Regions from separate parts of the Mus musculus genome. Here regions 2 and 3 are each linked to region 1. The links are chromatin contacts, called in public HiChIP or PLAC-seq maps. All regions are on one chromosome and are shown on one strand. Each heading gives the region's core, a stretch centred on a gene start, on an enhancer-like site or on the middle of the called end of the contact. The rest is flanking DNA. Distances are from core to core; before and after follow the strand shown. Region 1 has its middle 18 kb from the start of L1td1. Region 2 has its middle 33 kb from the start of I0C0044D17Rik. Region 3 has its middle 17 kb from the start of I0C0044D17Rik.

Region 1 (3,851 bases), core at 955-3,454:
TGCAAAGTGAGTTCTAGGACAGCTAGGACTACACAGAGAAACCCTGTCTAAACAAACAAACAAACAAACAAACAAACAAACAATCCAAAACAACAACAAAATTTGATAAAAGCTTCAGATATGGTTAAGTGCTAATATTTTTTCCATCTTCCATTTGAAGAAACAGAAGCAAAGAGAGTTGAATAACTCATCCCAGGACCACACAGGTTCAGAATTACAAACCAGCTAATCAGGTTAGATTCATGACAGCTTGACACAAGCTATGGTCATCTGAGGGGAATAGAACCTCAGCTCAGAAAATCCCTCCATAAGATCAAGTTGCAGGCAAGCCTTCATGGCTTTTTCTTAATTAGTGATTGATTGCGGAAGGTCCAGTCCATTGTGGGCATGGCCACCCCAGGCTGGTTCTTCTTGGTCCTATAAGAAAGCAGGTTGAGCCAGCCATGAAGAACAGACAAGCCAGCAGGCAGCGACCCTCCATGGCCTCCGCATCAGTTCCTGCCTCTAGGTTCCTGTCCTGTTTGAGTTCCTGCCCTGACTTTCTTCACTGGCAGACTATGATGTGGAAATGCAGGCCAAATAAAATAAACCCTTTCCTTTCCAACTTGCTTTGGAAGTTTTGTTTCTTCATAGCCATGAAATTCCTAAGACAGGCTCCATTAAAAATTCCACTGCCATACATCCAGATCTTTTCTTGCCCCCTACTAGTGCCCCAGGCTAGGGACAGAGTGGCTGACCACAGAAGACATTGCTTAAAGCACAGCTTTTCCAGGAGCTGAAGGTTAAGGCAACGTCTGACTTGCAGGTCTGTGGGAGGCATCCCTTAGAACAGAGTGTTTGAGACAGGGACAGTTGTGATGTCAAATGCCTGTGTTTCAGCATTTCTTGAAAGAAAGGGGCCTCTGTTCACGGGCCAGATGCCTGAGCCTTGCATTGCCTCAGTGGTTGGAGGAAGGAACTCTCTCCTGGGATCCTGGCTTGGGTCCCCAGTGCTGTGACTTCATAGACTCCTAGACTCCAGCTCAGTGAGAAGATGTAGGGTTTTAAGTTCTGCAGGAAAATTTTTGGGACATTTTAAAATATAGATTATTATATTTATTTATTTTATTTATGTTTATTATATTTCTCTTTTTCCTGCCTTATCATTTGTTCCTAGCTTGCCTCAAACTCACAGCAATTCCTGCCTCCACCTCTCATGTGCTGGGACTGTAGACCAGGCTATATACGACCATATGTTGGTCCTTGGATATCTTAATCCCTCACTGATTACCATAGTGGTAGCAACTGTATCTTGAAGTCTAGTGTCCACACAGATCATCAGGAAGTCTTGTTAAAGTGCAGATTCCCATCCTTGAGTCTGTATTGGGCCTGAGAGTTTGCATTCTAGCAAGTTCCCAGTGCTGCTGGAGCTGCTAGAGAGTAGCCTCCTGTGGAAAGCAAGGAGAGAGACCCATGCTGGATCAGTGTCCTCTCTGAGGAGGGGCTGGGGAAGGAGGGGACAGGAGACTTCACTGTATAATGTTTGAAACCTCATGAAGTTTTCATAACTGTCTGCATATGCTCTTTACTCAAGAAAAATCAACAGAGGGAGGGACAGGGACAGTTTCATGTAGCCAAAGCTGGCTTGGAACTCACCAAGGAGCCAAGGAGTCAGTTTCTAGGGAAACAGGTGTAGCAGGCCCTGAAGGCCTTTGGTGGTAGCATTCAAAGTTTAAACTTGATTCTAGACTCTAGAATTGGCTTCAAAATCTGTAGTTTCCTAAAGCTGGTAGAGTGGCCCACCTCTGAAATCATAGCACTTGGGAAGTAGAGACAGGGTGGGTCAGGAGTTCAAGACCATCCTTGGCTCCTTGGTGAGTTCCAAGCCAAATCAAAGAAACACATATGTGCAAATTATTTAGACTGAACGATATGCAGGCTTATATTTTTAAATGTTCTGAGTTAGTTGTTGGGTTGGAATTTGACCCAAAGAAAGTCAGGATGGATGTGGAAGTTTGGGGGATGAAAGCCCTGATGGTTCGAAGATAGAGGAGGAAGAAGAAAAGAAACCTTTGAAAGGGATGCAAGGATTGGAGCCCTGGGGAAAATGGAGAGCTAGGACTAGAGTATGCAGGCAGCAGCCAAGGCAAGGCAGCACTGAGCTGGGGATATCGCTGGGTTGAAAAGCAAGAGGTTGAAGGTCTGGGTGAAACCACATTCCTCCTGCACTCCTAATACCCGGGACGGAATGCCAGGGGCGGAATGGAAGCGCTGGTGGGAGGAAGGCTCCGGGAAGAACAGGCCCTTCTCTCCTCAGGTTCCAGTTTAGCATTGGCCCGACAAACAAATCTCAACTTCCCCCAGCATTGCCTGTTGTGAACTGGGCTCTGTTCTGAACAGAGGCCTGCTCCTCTAAGGGAAGGAAGAGGGCTCTGACTAATGACATATGTGGCTGCAGAAGAGAGACCAGCTTCAGCTCTCTCTCTCTCTCTCTCTCTCACACACACACACACACACACCCTGAGTGACCTTCAAGGCTCTTTTGCCTTGAGAACTTGTGAGTGTTGTATAAGGTTGCTGTGGTGATAATTTCCCAGTAAATAGCTAACAGACTAGAAATATTTCAAACAATAGATTTGGGGAGAGTCCATATGTTCTCAGATACAGCTGAATTGTGTGTTTTAATTTGGAGAGGATAAGAAGAGAACGTTACTGCCGGTATATTTTAGACTGTTGCTTCTTTCCCAGTCAAAACTGCCTGTTGTTTTCAGAAGATAAATCTCTGCAAGGATTGGGTCTCTGGGAGGCAGGAAGCATTCAGAGGAACAGTCAGGACTATATCATGCTGTGTGCAAGTATTGGATTCCAGAAAAACAAGATCATGAATAAGACTATATTAGTGCCTTTGATTTTTATTGCTGTAGCTTTGTCTGTAGCTCAACATAAATCTGTTGTTTTCTGTTATAACTGCATTAGAGCTTCACTGAAATATTCACAGGATCGGGTTAAAAGGGGATCATAATCAGCAAGTGAGCTCTCAAGTCTCCCTGAAGTCAGACGCCGGCCTTTGCACAGGCACGCTCTTCTCCACCATGAAGATTTAGAACATGGAACGTCAAGGCTGGAGGGATGGCTCCAGGGTTAAGAGGGCTTGTCTTTCGTGCAGAAGACCCAGGCTCACCTCACAGCACCCACTTTAGGTGGCTCACAACTGCCTGGCCCACCAGCATCAGGGATTCGGTGTTCTCTTTTGGCCTCTCAGGGCACAGACACACATGTGCACACATACAGATAAACAAATAAAACAGGCCGTAATTTAAATCTTAAAAATTTAAAAAGATTTATCTATTTATTTTATTTTATGTATATGAGTAAACTGTAGCTGTCTTCAGAAGAGGGCATTGGATCTCATTACAGATAGTTGTGAGCCACCATGTGGTTGTTGGGAATTGAACTCAGGACCTCTGGAAGAGCAGCGAGTGCTCTTAACCACTGAGCTGTCTCTCCAGCCCCTTAAATCTTAAATTAAAAAAAAAAAAAAATGAGGAAAATAAAACTTCAACTACCATTAACCCTTAAGATCAAAGTCTTAGATGGGTAAACTGAGGAAGGACAGAAAGACTGAGAAAATGCCGAGACATGGGTAGGTTAAAGGAGCCCTGGATTACAGGGTATATTTCCTGGTAGCTGGTAGGGGAGGGACACAGACCTCGAGTCTGGTGTCACAGGCTGGAGATGAGGACTGCAGGACAGGAGCCCACCATGGAGCAGCTGGCCCAGATAGTGATAGAGAGGGAGGAAAGCGAGCCCATAACTAAAAGCATCCAGGAGCTCCAGGAACTGGACAAAGACAGTGAGCCCCTCGGCCAGGA
Region 2 (3,851 bases), core at 443-2,942, 110 kb before region 1:
AAAAGTATTTGTTTTTCAAAAATGGAAGAAAATGAACTAATCTTGGGTGGTAAAAATATATAATTAAAGTAGAACCATAGATAATTTTTAGGTCTTAATTTTTCATATGGAGATTTTCAAGTATATGCAAAAGTCTGATATACTAGACTCCCAATCAACCCATTGCTTTGTTTCTAAACTCATATAACACAAGGATGATTTTTTCCATCTGCAGTCCTGGCCATACTCTCCCTTACTGAATTATTTTGGAACAAATCCCAGACAACATATTTCTTCTATAAATATTTTAGTATGTATGCCTAAAATACGAAGAAAGAGAATCCCAACAATAGCATTAACTTATGTGAAAAAAAAAATGAACGTCTTAATTTTTATCAAATATCCATTCAGTAATTGCTGTGGGCTTTCCTTCAGCCCTAAAATACTTTCAAGTGCTTGTCTAGAATCAGAACCCATCATTACATTGATTATTTCTTTTAAGTTGCCTGCAAATCACCAGTTCTCCTCAGCCCCTCCCCTTTCTAAACTCCTCCGCAATTGACTTGCTAAGGAAACTGAGTTGCTCTTCCTGTGGGTGGCTCTCAGACTGGGGTTTGCTGATGAATTCTCACCACACTCTACCATCTTTTCTTCCTCTCCTGCCGTTTCTGTCACTGAGAAAGATGCTTGATGAGAATCAGGTTTGGTTTTTATTCACTTAGATGACTTTTTTATTTTAGTTTTGGTAAGACTGTAGGTGGTGGTGTAAATTCCACCAAGAGTCTGATACATTTGTCTCGTCTTCATGTCATTATGTATTGATGACTACATAGAGTATTTCATGTAGACTGCAAAGTGGCGTCTATCCAGTTATTTATTATTTATTTATTTATTTATTTTTGGTTTTTCGAGACAGGGTTTCTCTGTGTAGCCCTGGCTGTTCTGGAACTCACTCTGTAGACCAGGCTGGCCTTGAACTCAGAAATCCGCCAGCCTCTGCCTCCCGAGTGCTGGGATTAAAGGCGTGCGACACCATGCCCGGCCAGACTTTTGAATAAAAGAAAGAGCAAATGAACAAGAGCAGGTTGGTCACATAAGTACACTGTTAGGTCCAACGGCTTTAAGGAGTCTCTGTAGGCAATAAAAGGCTTGGTAGCTGGAGCATTGCTGGCTTCGTGTTAAATCTGCTCCTGCTTATCAGGAAAGCTCACTTTACAGGAGGGCTTTCTGGGAAATTCCTTTTACAGACTAGAGACTAGTTTATTAGCCCATGGGTTGAGGCATTTCCTTATTTTCTAAAAATGTACAGTCACCTTATTTAACAGCAGAAAACTATGCACAGTGTCTATTGAAGCTGAGGGTGTAGGCACCAGCTGCACCCAGAATAGTTTCGAGGTTTCGAGAGCCTTGGCAGGTCCAAGTAGGCAAGTAATAATACCCTAAGGGGTAGAGGCTGTCCGGGCCACAGAGGGAGGGGCCACTGGTGACGTGGTCACCGGCTACCAAGGTCAAGGAAGACAGTTGCTGAGTACTCCCTACCCCACCCCCTCATCACAACTTATCTTCCCCAGCCTTACTATGGGGCTTGGATTCCCTTGACAGGCTGGGCCAGAGAATTTGGATTTGTTCCCACCTTGGCCTTACTGATATCCCCTGTGCTATCAGGTCTTGGGCCTCAGCCAGGAGGAGCACCTGGATCATTCCTGTGTCACTAGATGCTTAATATCCCTCGGGAGCGCTGGGCCTCTTTAGTCCACAAATAGACTTTGCAAATGACGCATCATAACCCAGGCCCAGGCTTCCAGTTTTGCATTCTCATAAACGGGCAAAAGTTGAGCTTAGAGAATCAGTCATAGCATTCTCCGTTACCCCCCAACGTTAAGGGTTGCCACTTTGAAAGCAAATTATTTCAGAAAATCAGGAAATGACTAAGGAATTAATTGGAAATTATTATTAAAATTAATGGAACTTCCAGACAAGCCTTTGTGAGCTCAGAAACAAATTCCTTTTTGTTCGAATTTCAAAAGAGCTGCCCCAGAACTCGGTCCAAAGTTCCTTAGATGCATATCTCCATAATGAGCAAAAGAGAGAGGTTTGAGAGCTCCGCTTCTGCAGAGACTTTATTGCTTTTCAAGATGAAAAATGCTTTAGTGATTAAAAAAGAAAGGAAGAAAGAAATCACCGCCATTTCTCATTCAATTCCCGTCTGCGCAGTCGCAGAGTCATCTTGAACGGTGGGCTCTATGTTGCGTCCTGTGGCTGTGGGGTGCACTGTAGGGATAGAAGGCACATTAAGAAAGAAGCGGTGAGGACATTTCCGGAAGGACTGTGGCACTGTCTGCCCACGAGTGATGCTTTGGTGAAGCACACAGGTTACATTTATATAATTACCATCTCAATCAAGTGTAAACTTTACATGGGAAAGGTCAGGTTTTTCTGTTTTGTTTCCACATCCCTTGAATCTACCACATAATAGAAAGTTACATGTTGAATAGAAACTATCAAGATCCAAAGAGTAACGGGGTGAGAGAGCGAGAGAGGGAGAGAGATGCATGACTATGGCTGTTGAGACGACTCAGTGGGTAAGTTGCTTTCTGGCAAACCTGATGTCCTATGTTCAATCCCTGCAACTCACCTGAGAGAAGGAGAGCTCTGACCCTTACAAGTTATCCTCTGACTTCTATATACATGCCACAGCATGAATGCTCATGCACACACACACACACAGATGGACACACAATCAATAAATGCAATTAAATTTTTTTTAAATATAAAGTTCACGATTTAAAACCCAGTCTCTTGTTAGTAAAGCAAATGTACTACTTTTGTTTTTAAAGCTTGCACAAAGCAATTTATTAACAGAAAATTATTTGAGAAGTCCTGTTCACAGAAGGTGACCACGACGATCCCCCCCCCTTTCTTCTAGTGCTGTCAGTAGGGATAGTAGGGATGGGGGGACATTCTCAATTGGCCCAGTCTTCATCCCAGAACAAGCAAGCACTGAGAGCTGACTGGGCTCCAGGTCCAGGAGTCTTGGTCCTGTTTTCTCCTGTGGCCCAGAGTTTGCTATGCAGGGCAGTGATCCCAGCTCCTTGTACCTCTAGACCACATCTGGGGAAGCCAACATGGCTGCATACCGGGAGGACTCGTCTCTGTCAGCCTTTGCCTTCATTCTGCCAGTCACTAGGCAGACAGTTTCTTGCCAGAAGGGTGTTACTGATGTGTCAAAGATGTGGCAGGCAACAAACACATTCCCTCCTTCAGCCACCTGAGGTCCAAGGCTGATGGTCCTTTTACGGTGCAATTTCTGAAGGTTGTCTCCAGATTCCTCCACTGGCAGCAAATGCACTACTTTTTTTTTTTGAGACAGGGTTTCTCTGTGTAGCTCTGGCAATCCACCACGCCCGGCTGCACTACTTTTGATAACATTTTACTTTAATGTTCCACACTTAGCAAGCAGTTTTAATAATTGTATCAATGGCCAGCAGTGGTGGCACATGCCTTTTTTTTTTTATTAAATACTTATTTATTATATGTAAGTACACTGTAGCTGACTTCAGACACACCAGAAGAGGGCGTCGGATCTCGCTGTGAGCCACCATCTGGTTGCTGGGATTTGAACTCAGGACCTTCGGAAGAGCAGTCGGCGCTCTTAACCACTGAGCCATCTCGCCAGCCCCGGCACATGCCTTTCATTACAGCACTTGGGAGGCAGATGCAGGTGGATCTCTGTAAGTTCGAGGCCAGCCTCATATATAGTGCAAGTTCCAGGACAGCCAGTGCTACACAGAGAAACCCTGTCTTAAACCTTCCTTCTGCAAAAAGAATTATATAAGCAGGGCTGGAGAGGTGACTCACTCGGTGGTTAAGAG
Region 3 (3,851 bases), core at 508-3,007, 97 kb before region 1:
ACCTTTCTCCACAACTTTCCTCCTACCTTTCAACTCCCTAACACTAAATAAGAGAGAAAAAAGGATAGAGGGGAAAGGGAAGACATCTCTGAATAAAGTTAGGTGCCGGAAAGGGGGTGATATTATCATTAGACTATTTCCTGCTGTTTAGGGGCATCCAGTTCCTTGGGGGCAAGTTTGACCTTAGCAGTCAGGATATCTAATTTCTTCTTGTTGTTTCTTCTTTGTGCACTACTTCTTAGCAAACTGCAACCAACAATGACCAACAGTGACCACCACCACCAACTCCCCCCCTGCCTCTCAGGGCTCTATATATTTATATACCCTCAGAAATGTCCCGAGAATTCCATTTACGCACAATCACAGAAACTATTTGCAACTGGCAAAATTATGTCCCTGCTAGAGCACAAGACAAATCATAGTCAGCTGTTGTTAATCTGAAGCAGTTCCATATCCCACACCTGGGATAAAAACGAAAACACATTCTTAGAATATTTGGTTTTTTTGTTTGTTTGTTTGTTTGTTTTTAAGAAACCAAACTGCCGGGCGGAGGTGGTGCACGCCTTTAATCCCAGCACTTGGGAGGCAGAGACAGGCAGATTTCTGAGTTCAAGGCCAGCCTGGTCTACAAAGTGAGTTCCAGGACTCACTTTGTTGTTGTTCTTCCTACAGGGTTGCAAACGGTCCTTCAGGTCCTTCAGTCCTTTCTCTAACTCCTCCATTGAGGACCCTGGGTCGAGTGGTTGGCTTGGAGCATCCACCTCTGTATTTGTCAGGCACTGGCAGAGCCTCTCAGAAGACACAGCATGCACTTCTTTTCGAGACAGGGTTTCTCTGTGTAGCCCTGGCTGTCCTGGAGCTCACTTTGTAGACCAGGCTGGCCTCGAACTCAGAAATTCGCCTGCCTCTGCCTCCCAAGTGCTGGGATTAAAAGCGTGCGCCACCACGCCCGGCTGGCCTTCCTTCTTCTTGAGCTTCATGTGGTCTGTGATGACTTTTTCTTTTGTGTAGAGTCACAGCATGGCTGTCAATCATCCTCTGCCATCTCAGGGGTGGTCTAAATTAACACATGCAGGCATCCCAGTAGCAGGCAGTATTTTTAGAAGCAACTCAGGCAATGGAAATCCTATGGAAGAAGGGGAGTATCCCACAATTACCAGAAAGTCTTGCCCACCTTAGGTCATTATGGACCATTTTGAGGTCAAAGCAGTTCTTTTTCTGCCCTAAGGCCAGCCAGTTTAACGAAAGACCCTAGGACCTTGAAAGGGCAGCTCTGGGTAGAACAGGTTGGTATGTTCCATTTTGAAGTTTCAGTGCCTATGGTACAAACCTGGTGCTTACTAAGGATTCTTCTGTCTCCAGAAATAGTACACCAGGTGCACAGCCACTTACGACAAAAGCCTCTGCCCCTCTCTCTTTTCCACCAAAACCCAAGTTCCAAATGAACCCTGTTTGCTTTGTCCTTCATAATGCAAGCCACGCGGGGACCCACAGCACCGGTACTCTGTGCTTTTCTCCATCCCGCTGAGCACCATCCTACGATGCTCTAAAGCCCTGCTCAGCCCACATTGTGCATGGGCTTTATGAATTAACCTACTCTCTAAAGTGTATTTACAGCCGGAAAACAAATCATTGCAGCACTCTGACTGAGGTCGATTGGATACACCTCACGGCAAAGAGTGGGAGTCAGTGGATGCAGACCCTCTCAGCAGAGGTCAAGCTCGGCTCTGCCTCTTGGTTTAGCTCCCATTGTGTGGAGGTGTGCAGCTCTGCCAGTTGGTTTAGCTTCCATTGTGTGGAGCTGTGCCCTTCTGTGAAGTGTCTGGAGCTGAGGGTTTTGCCTCTTTGTGTTTTTTGTCGTTGATTCCCCTATTGAAGCCGCCAGAGGGTTGGGCTGAAGCACTGTGCTGAAGTGTAGGGACACCATAAGTACCTTCTAGAAAGTGAGTGAGTGTTGGGCCGGCTTTGTTCAGACCTTAGCGCTCTTTCAGTTCACTGCTAACAAAACGAGGTACGTTGAAGGAGGTATCTTTTATCTGAAACACACAAGGCAGTGTTGTGTGTTTGTCACTTGATGAAAACATTGTGACAGGGACACTAATCTTGGTTTCCCCCAGGAGACACTTGCAGCCTTTGCAAGTCAGTGCTTGCAGTGACTTTATTGGAAGTGACTATTGCCAATGGTGACAATTGATCTGTCATCATTCTCAAAGCAAGGATGAAAAAAATCAATGAAGGCCAAAGCTGCCTTTCCTGCCTTTGCAATGCCAGGCAGATAGTAGGTTCTCAATAAATACATGAATGAATAAATGAATGAATGAATGAATGAGAAGACACTTTGGATACCTTCATTTTCTTATACTTTTGGTTGTGAGCCTAGTCTTGAATAACTGAGCCATCTCTTCAGCCCAGACATCTCCCACAAAATTAATTAGCCATCTCCATCATCTTTGGCAGTATGTGAGAAATCACAGCATTTTCAAACCATGTTACATTGTAGAGAACTTGAAATATAGTTAACATTTATTTATTTTACCGACTTTTTTATTAGATATTTTCTTTATTTACATTTCAAATGTTATCCCCTTTCCTGGTTTCCCCTCCTTTCGGAAACCCCCTATCGCCTCCCCTGCTTCTCCTGCTCACCAACCCACCCATTCCTTCTTCCTGGCCCTGGCATTCCCCGTCACAGGATCAAGGGCCTCTCCTCCCATTGATGACTGAATTGATGACTGATAGTTAGCATTTATGGTCTTTAAATGCACCATCACACTTGGCTTAATTATTATTCTTTCCCACCCACGTTTTAAAGATTTATGTATTTATTATATGTAAGTACACTGTAGCTGTCTTCAGACCTACCAGAAGAGGGCGTCAGATCTCATTACAGATGGCTGTGAGCCACCATGTGGTTGCTAGGATTTGAACTCAGGACCTCTGGAAGAGCAGTCAGTGCTCTTAACCACTGAGCCATCTCTCCAGCCCGGCTTAATCATTCTTAACACAGGATCTGACTTTATAGCCCAGACTGTCTTGGAATTCATCGAGCCTCTGCCTCTCAAATTGTAGGATTAGCGGATGAGTTATCAACTCAGTGTAAGGTTCTTACATACTTTTGTGCTAGGTACTTTGATAGCCTGGGCAGATCTATAGACCTTTCCCAGAATGTGTTAATGTTTATTATTTTAAATGCAGGAAACAGAACCAGGCGATTTCAAAAGAACTCATGCACTGGCTAAATTTGTGTGTCAGTTTGGCACAAGCTAGAGTCATCAGAGAGAAAGGAGCCTCAGTTGAGGAAATGCCTCCATGAGATCCAGCTGTAAGGCATTTTCTCAATTAGTGATCAATGGGGAAGAAGTTGTACAGCCCCTGGTGGGTGGTGCTATCCCTGGGCTGGCGGTCTGGGTTCTATAAGGAAGCAGACTGAGTAAGCTAGGGGAAGCAAGCCAGTAAGCGGTAAGTAGAGGGAATGTAGTTGGTGTTCATGGGAGCCCCCAGTTAACTGTTACGGTCACTGTAATAAATATACTAGTGTGGCTACTCCTTAGCATCATTGGCTTCTTGTCCTGCTCTTTAACCTTTTCTTTGTGTGCATGTCTCTGCTATGGTTACATCATCAGCAAAGGACCTTACTGAGCCAAGCTGATGCCAAGGGCATTGCCCTGGGCCTCCAGACCCCTGAAATGCATACACTTCTTTTCTTTACTTAATTAGCCTTCTTCGGGTATTTTATTAGAGTACGCAGACTAACACAGTAAATGTATTTTTCAGATTTTATTTTATTTTACAAAATCAGTCTTCTCTGATGTTCTAGGACGGATTGGAAACTTCTAAAACAAAGACTATAA

Evidence for each region. HiChIP or PLAC-seq counts read pairs in DNA pulled down with a chosen protein or histone mark.
Region 2: an H3K27ac HiChIP or PLAC-seq map of embryonic stem cells shows a contact between it and region 1, with 6 read pairs. The contact joins two enhancer-like sites. A contact is called at or near these places in 14 of 484 Hi-C or Micro-C datasets (the BV-2 cell line, cerebellar granule neurons, embryonic fibroblasts and 8 more), 3 of 115 datasets of contacts at active chromatin or transcription factors (all in embryonic stem cells) and 2 of 9 other capture datasets (adipose tissue and pancreatic islet).
Region 3: an H3K27ac HiChIP or PLAC-seq map of embryonic stem cells shows a contact between it and region 1, with 10 read pairs. The contact joins two enhancer-like sites. A contact is called at or near these places in 1 of 39 promoter capture datasets (embryonic stem cells), 29 of 484 Hi-C or Micro-C datasets (8-cell embryo, embryonic fibroblasts, embryonic stem cells and 7 more), 6 of 115 datasets of contacts at active chromatin or transcription factors (embryonic stem cells and trophoblast stem cells) and 4 of 9 other capture datasets (adipose tissue, embryonic stem cells, liver and 1 more).

The regions. Positions count from the first base shown.
Region 1 is chr4:98,742,389-98,746,239 of GRCm38.p6, reverse strand. No RefSeq gene overlaps it. Among named protein-coding and RNA genes, the nearest start is that of L1td1, 18 kb to the right of the region's middle. Within about 2 kb of position 2,204, at least 34 of the 459 cell types and tissues checked have an H3K27ac peak or open chromatin away from gene starts, as enhancers often do. A contact at or near this core is called in embryonic stem cells, where this site is marked.
Region 2 is chr4:98,855,047-98,858,897 of GRCm38.p6, reverse strand. It overlaps the pseudogene Gm12851. Among named protein-coding and RNA genes, the nearest start is that of I0C0044D17Rik, 33 kb to the right of the region's middle. Within about 2 kb of position 1,692, at least 32 of the 459 cell types and tissues checked have an H3K27ac peak or open chromatin away from gene starts, as enhancers often do. A contact at or near this core is called in embryonic stem cells, where this site is marked.
Region 3 is chr4:98,838,632-98,842,482 of GRCm38.p6, reverse strand. No RefSeq gene overlaps it. Among named protein-coding and RNA genes, the nearest start is that of I0C0044D17Rik, 17 kb to the right of the region's middle. Within about 2 kb of position 1,757, at least 15 of the 459 cell types and tissues checked have an H3K27ac peak or open chromatin away from gene starts, as enhancers often do. A contact at or near this core is called in embryonic stem cells, where this site is marked.